Linked DNA regions of Danio rerio: region 1 is linked to region 2. The links are chromatin contacts, called in public Hi-C maps. All regions are on one chromosome and are shown on one strand. The core of a region is the stretch at or near the end of the contact, and the rest is flanking DNA. Distances in the headings are between cores, read along the strand shown. Region 1 overlaps stard13b (StAR related lipid transfer domain containing 13b). Region 2 overlaps stard13b (StAR related lipid transfer domain containing 13b).

The links. A called contact is a pair of places that touch in the nucleus more often than the background predicts.
Region 1: a contact with region 2 is called in a Hi-C map of embryo, with 1.5 times the contacts expected there. The contact joins two enhancer-like sites. A contact is called at or near these places in 2 of 18 Hi-C or Micro-C datasets (caudal fin and embryo).

Annotation. Positions count from the first base shown.
Region 1 is chr15:36,156,027-36,158,848 of GRCz12tu, forward strand. All of the region lies in intron 5 of stard13b (StAR related lipid transfer domain containing 13b), which reads right to left. Among named protein-coding and RNA genes, the nearest start is that of nbeab, 79 kb to the left of the region's middle. Within about 2 kb of position 1,550, at least 13 of the 62 cell types and tissues checked have an H3K27ac peak or open chromatin away from gene starts, as enhancers often do.
Region 2 is chr15:36,117,977-36,120,700 of GRCz12tu, forward strand. The region is part of intron 5 of stard13b (StAR related lipid transfer domain containing 13b); the gene reads right to left. Among named protein-coding and RNA genes, the nearest start is that of nbeab, 40 kb to the left of the region's middle. Within about 2 kb of position 1,470, at least 8 of the 62 cell types and tissues checked have an H3K27ac peak or open chromatin away from gene starts, as enhancers often do.

The DNA.
Region 1 (2,822 bases), core at 300-2,799, 38 kb after region 2:
ATAAGATATATTAAAGTATGTTTAATAATGTCATTATTATTTAATATCATTTATTGAATATATGTAATTTAAATGTAATTTTATAATATCATAATCATAAAAATCAAATATATAATATATTAGAAATACATAAATTATATATGTATAAATATAACGTATAATTACTGTTAATATAAATAATAATAATTAACAAAAAATACTTTATACATTAGACTTTTATTTAGATTTTTTAGGGTACATTTAATTTAATGGATTTTTCAGGTTTTTTTTTTTTTTAAGTGTGTTCTTATTATTATGATTAGCAGCAGCATTCTGAATCTGAAAAACTGCTTTAAAGCTGTCACATTATTCTACACTGTAAAAAAATCAGGGTTCCACCCAATTCATTGATGTTGTAACAACACAAACCAATTTAATTAAGTTAATTGGTGTTGACAAATGTACAACCCAGGCTCATTCTGAAAACTTACCCCTGTAAACATTTCTGGAGCAATATTTTCTTACAGTTTCTGTTTTCGCAAATCGAAAAGAGGCCGATTTCTCTCATGAGTGCCAATAGGCCTGCTGTTCTTGCATAAATCCACCAGAGGCCGCTGTCAACTGATTGTCGACTGACTGATTGACGGATCGACTGACCTTCCTCTTTCCCTAAACCCTAACAAAAGGGTCTTCAAAAGCACAGATTGACCCGCCCACCCACTTCCCTTAAATCCAACCGACAGTTTTAAAAAGCAATCCAGAAAAATTAAAGCCCTCGCCTGATTTTTACCACATTCTCATCGTGTTATTTACTTGTGTATTTTATTTTTTGGCTTCTGTTTTTGTCTTACCTGATTTCTGGAACTGTTCTTAGCTGGACTCGAACCCCGTCATCGTGGTCAACTTTGATCTGCATCTGAAGTCCGCTAATGTACACGATGAGCTAACTAGTTAAACTGGTATTAGCAGGAAAGCCGTCCATACGGAGCTGGTAAGCATGAAAAGGAACGGCATCATACCGCCCTGTAGCATTCGTTTTAAAGACAAAATGCAGCAATATGTACTTCTGTCTACATAATTTGCGATCTCCAGAAATGTATATAGGGCTACATTTTCAGAATGTAAGAGATAAGAGAATCGAACATAAAACAACAAGTTGTCCCAAGAAAAATCTCAGGAGTCGTGTCGTTTCAGCTTATTTTAAATAAGTTTGAACATTGAATAGTGTTTTGAGTATAGTAGCTGAAATGTAATGTAGCTTAAAATGTGATCAAATTTACTTGCTGAGATCAATCAAGACCAGTCAGCTTAAAATAAGATTTACAATCTATGATGACATTTTATAAAAGACTCTATATTTCACTGCCCAAAACAATTCTTAGTTTTTGCAAGTGTAATAAAGCCTCCTCCATGCAGAGAGAGAGAAACTGACGACTCCACAACTCAGAGAGCTGAAGATATCAACACAGCCCAGTGGAAAGAAAAGTTATCGGCATAATATTTACTCTGTGGGTTTCTGGGAAGGGCCGCTGAATGTGGGCAGGAGCCAGATAAAACCAGCAGGTGCTCACGATTCGCTCCAGCAGACGGTGAAATGTTTCTGCTGTCTCCTCTGAATTCTGCTTGAACTCAATCTCCCATTGAAAATGTCAAAGCCGCGTCACTTTTATGAGTCTTCTCTGCTTTGAGGAATCTGTTCTTTTCTTTCAGCGTAACTTTATATGGCAAAACCGGCTAAATGTTGCTGTAATCCATCTTTTCTGTGGCCCTTGATAGCTGTTAAGTGATTATTTTGAAAATAGCTGGGCAGGAGATTTGAATGATGTTTCGGAATCGTAGTAAGAGCGTGTAATATTTTTGGGCAGTGTGACATTGGAGAAAACTGACATTGCCATATTTTTTCTTTTCTGCTATAATGCAATAAGAAAACATTTTCACCAGATGAATTAAAAAGCTCTATATGGAAAAAAAAACTTACTATTTAGAATGATTGTGGTGATTTTATAGGAATATCTATCTATCCATCTATCTGTCCATCCGTCCGTTCATCTATCTATCTATCTATCTATCTATCTATCTATCTATCTATCTATCTATCTATCTATCTATCTATCTATCTATCTATCTATCTATCTATCTATCTATCTATCTGGAGCGAGCTATTATTACAACAAAGTCAAGTAATTCTGCACAATAAAAATAGCTTATTTTTCTACTATTCACTACCATTACACAATTTTTAAAAATTAAAAATTACTTTTATTCAGCAAAGTGTGCGTTGAATTGATCAAATCAGGCAGCAAAGACATTAAAAACGATTAATTTTACTAACGATTTCCGTTCACCAAACATTCATGATTTTGCGCACAACTAATCAGCAGCTAATTTCAATATTGCTAATAGAAATAAGAAATGACTTTAAGCACCAAATCAGTATTATAATACTTTCTAACTAAACATGGTAATTATACTACTGTACAAATTCAGCTTTGTCATGTTACAATAAAAAACAGGTCATTTACACTCACCGGCCACTTTATTAGGTACAGCTTACTAGTACTGCAGTGGACCCCCTTTTGTCTTCAGAACTGCCTTAATCATTCGTGGCATAGATTGAACAAGGTACAGGAAATATTTTTCAGAGTTTTTTTTTTTTCATATTTGTTTGCTGCACATCCATGATGTGAATCTCCCATTCCACCACATCCCAAAGGTGCTATATTGGATTGAGATCTGGTGACTGTGGAGGCCATTTGTATACAGTGAACTCATTGTTATTTTTAAAAACCAGTATGAGATTATTTGTGCTTTAGAAATGGTACATTATCCTGCTGGAAGTAGCC
Region 2 (2,724 bases), core at 220-2,719:
GGTTACAACTGGAAGAGCATCCACTGCGTAAAACATTTGCTGGAATAGTCGGTGGTTCATTCCGCTGTGGTGACCCCTGATAAATAAGGAAATAAGGGACTAAGCCGAAGGAAAATGAATGAATAAATGTTGTTTACTCTCCACGGTCACAGTTTTTATCTATCCATCCATCCATCTATTTGGGTTGCACAACTCCACAGTAGGTGATGTTATGCTATTGGCTAAAGAACTGAAAATTCAATAAGAAAAAAGGACATGTCACCATTTTTCTTAGAAAATATATCTTTAAAGGTGCTAAACTAAACTAATTAGATTACAAATCAAGTTTTGTGTAATAACATAGAATGACACAGGGAAAAAGTATTGAACACATGAAGAAAGGAAGGTGTATAAGTAGAGATGGTTCGGTAAAGTTGCTTGAATGACTATTAACAAATATCTAGAAGTGTCACCGTCACCAGCGATCCAGCCTGTGCAGATAGCTGCTATACACACAGATCGCTAATGAACTACAAATCCGTCATTTCAAGAACTACAAGTTCCAGTCACGCACCACACACACACACACAGGTTCCTGATCCCGTTTGATTACACTCACGCAGCTAAAGCTGCTCAAAGACTGATTAGTTGGACTATTTATACAGCACACAAACACACAGACTTGGCTGAGTGTTGTTTATCTGTCAAGTTAACATTACGACGCGTTTTCATTGCCTTGTTTGTTTGTTTATGTTGTCTGCTGCCTGCCTGTACTGACCATTCGCCTGTTATTTGACCATGACTCGGGATTCCCTGTAAACATCTGTTTGCTCCTGATTGTGATCACTGCCTGCCTGACCATTCTCTTTAAAATAAATCCTGCATTTGGATCCGCACTCTGTTGTCAGCATCTCCTCTGTGACAATAAGTATGCGAATTAGGACACAGAAAGAGTGTTAAGAAAAATATCGCAAGAACTATCAATATCACAATCTATTGCAAAATGTAGGGGAAATGATGCAACTGTTGTTGTCAACAATTCTGAGAAAAATTAGAAAGTGTATATATTTTAGAGTTATTCTAGGTAAAAGTGTCATGTAGCTAAATTTAAATCAAAATAAACTAAAAGAAAACTAGAATAAAAATTTATTTACACTATTTAGACATTTATAGAATATTTTAAATTATAAATTATATACTTTAAAACAAATACCAACAGCTTTTAACACCACAATAATCAAAACTCAACTGCTGGCACAGCAAAACATGGCTCTGCAGGGAAAAGCCCTGGGTCATGATGGAAACAGTGTGGGAATCCTCGTCTATTATTTCGCAGCCTAGGTTTTAATTAACAAGAGCGTTGGTGATTCAGGAACCCCTAATGCTTGACATCCGACATACAATAGTCAGGAGTTATTATTAAAGAGAGGTGCCACTCACTAATCTCACATCGTCATCATCGTGTGCCTTTCTTTCAGTTTTGCCCGTAGAGAATCACAGCTGGGACGTGGGCCAAAGGAAATTACAATCACTAGGAAGTACGCACAAAAGCAGCCCTCCAGATAAGATGCAATAAATTCTTCTTTCTGACAAAACATTTGGAAGAACCGCTGCCTTCACGGTTGGCAAAAACAACAGAGATTAGGTCAGCTGGGCTTTTTTTGGTCATACTCATTTCCTGACCATCTCATGGCTTCCAAATGAGTTTCATCTTATGACGGAAAACAGTAGGTACGTGTTTAAATGGAATCAAGGATAATAAAAATTTTTAAAATGATGAAAAGTCATAGACAGTGACTACGTTTGCCATTTTAATGACTCTCCTTAATGGCATAATGTTGATGCAGGATGTCTAGTTCATACTATAAGCCAAAAAAAGCCATGTCTGATTCTGATTTCCAAGTATCTAACCTCTTCACTTGGGTAAAAAAAATGTTCAAAGGCACACAGTGAGAGCTCATTGATTTTGAGGGTGAAAAACACTTGTTGACTGCTGATAAAGCTCGCTGGGTCATAAGTCGCTCTGTATGTTTTCGTCCTGAAATGAATTCAAACAAGACTGGTGCAGCTGTTGTAACACACTCGTCTGCTCCATTCAAGGACGCCTGCTGACTGTCTGCTTTCATCCACCAACCTCACTAACGCGAAGCATTATTCGAGGTCACTCTTGCTAGTGTTTTCTTATGGCTGGGTGGAGTGTAAGAGTGAATCCAAGTGCCTAACATACATTTTGGCATCCTATTTGTTAACTTAAAGAAACAGTTTACCAAAAAAGAGACATTTCAAACATTGAAAAAAAATGAAAGTAAGTAAACTGGGTGAAATAAAAGAATGAAGGGTGGATGTAAGAAAAGATGAATGGATGAATAGGTGGATGAATGGGTAGATGCAAGGATGGATAGATGGATGTATGTATGGAGGAAAAGATAATAGATGGATGGAGCAAAGGATAGATGGATGGATGGGTGAAATAAAAAAATTATGGGTTGATAAAAGAAAAAACGGATGAATGAATAGGTGGATGAATGAGTGGATGGATGGATGGATTGAAAGAGTGATGGGTGATGAAACAAAAGAATAATGGATGGATGGATGGATTGAGCAAAGGATGAACGGATGGTTGGATGGATGGATGAATGGATGGATGGATGGATGGATGGATGGAAGGATGGATGGATGGATGGATGGAAGGATGGATAGGTGGGTGAAAAAAAGGGTGGATGTAAGAAAAAATGGATGGATGAA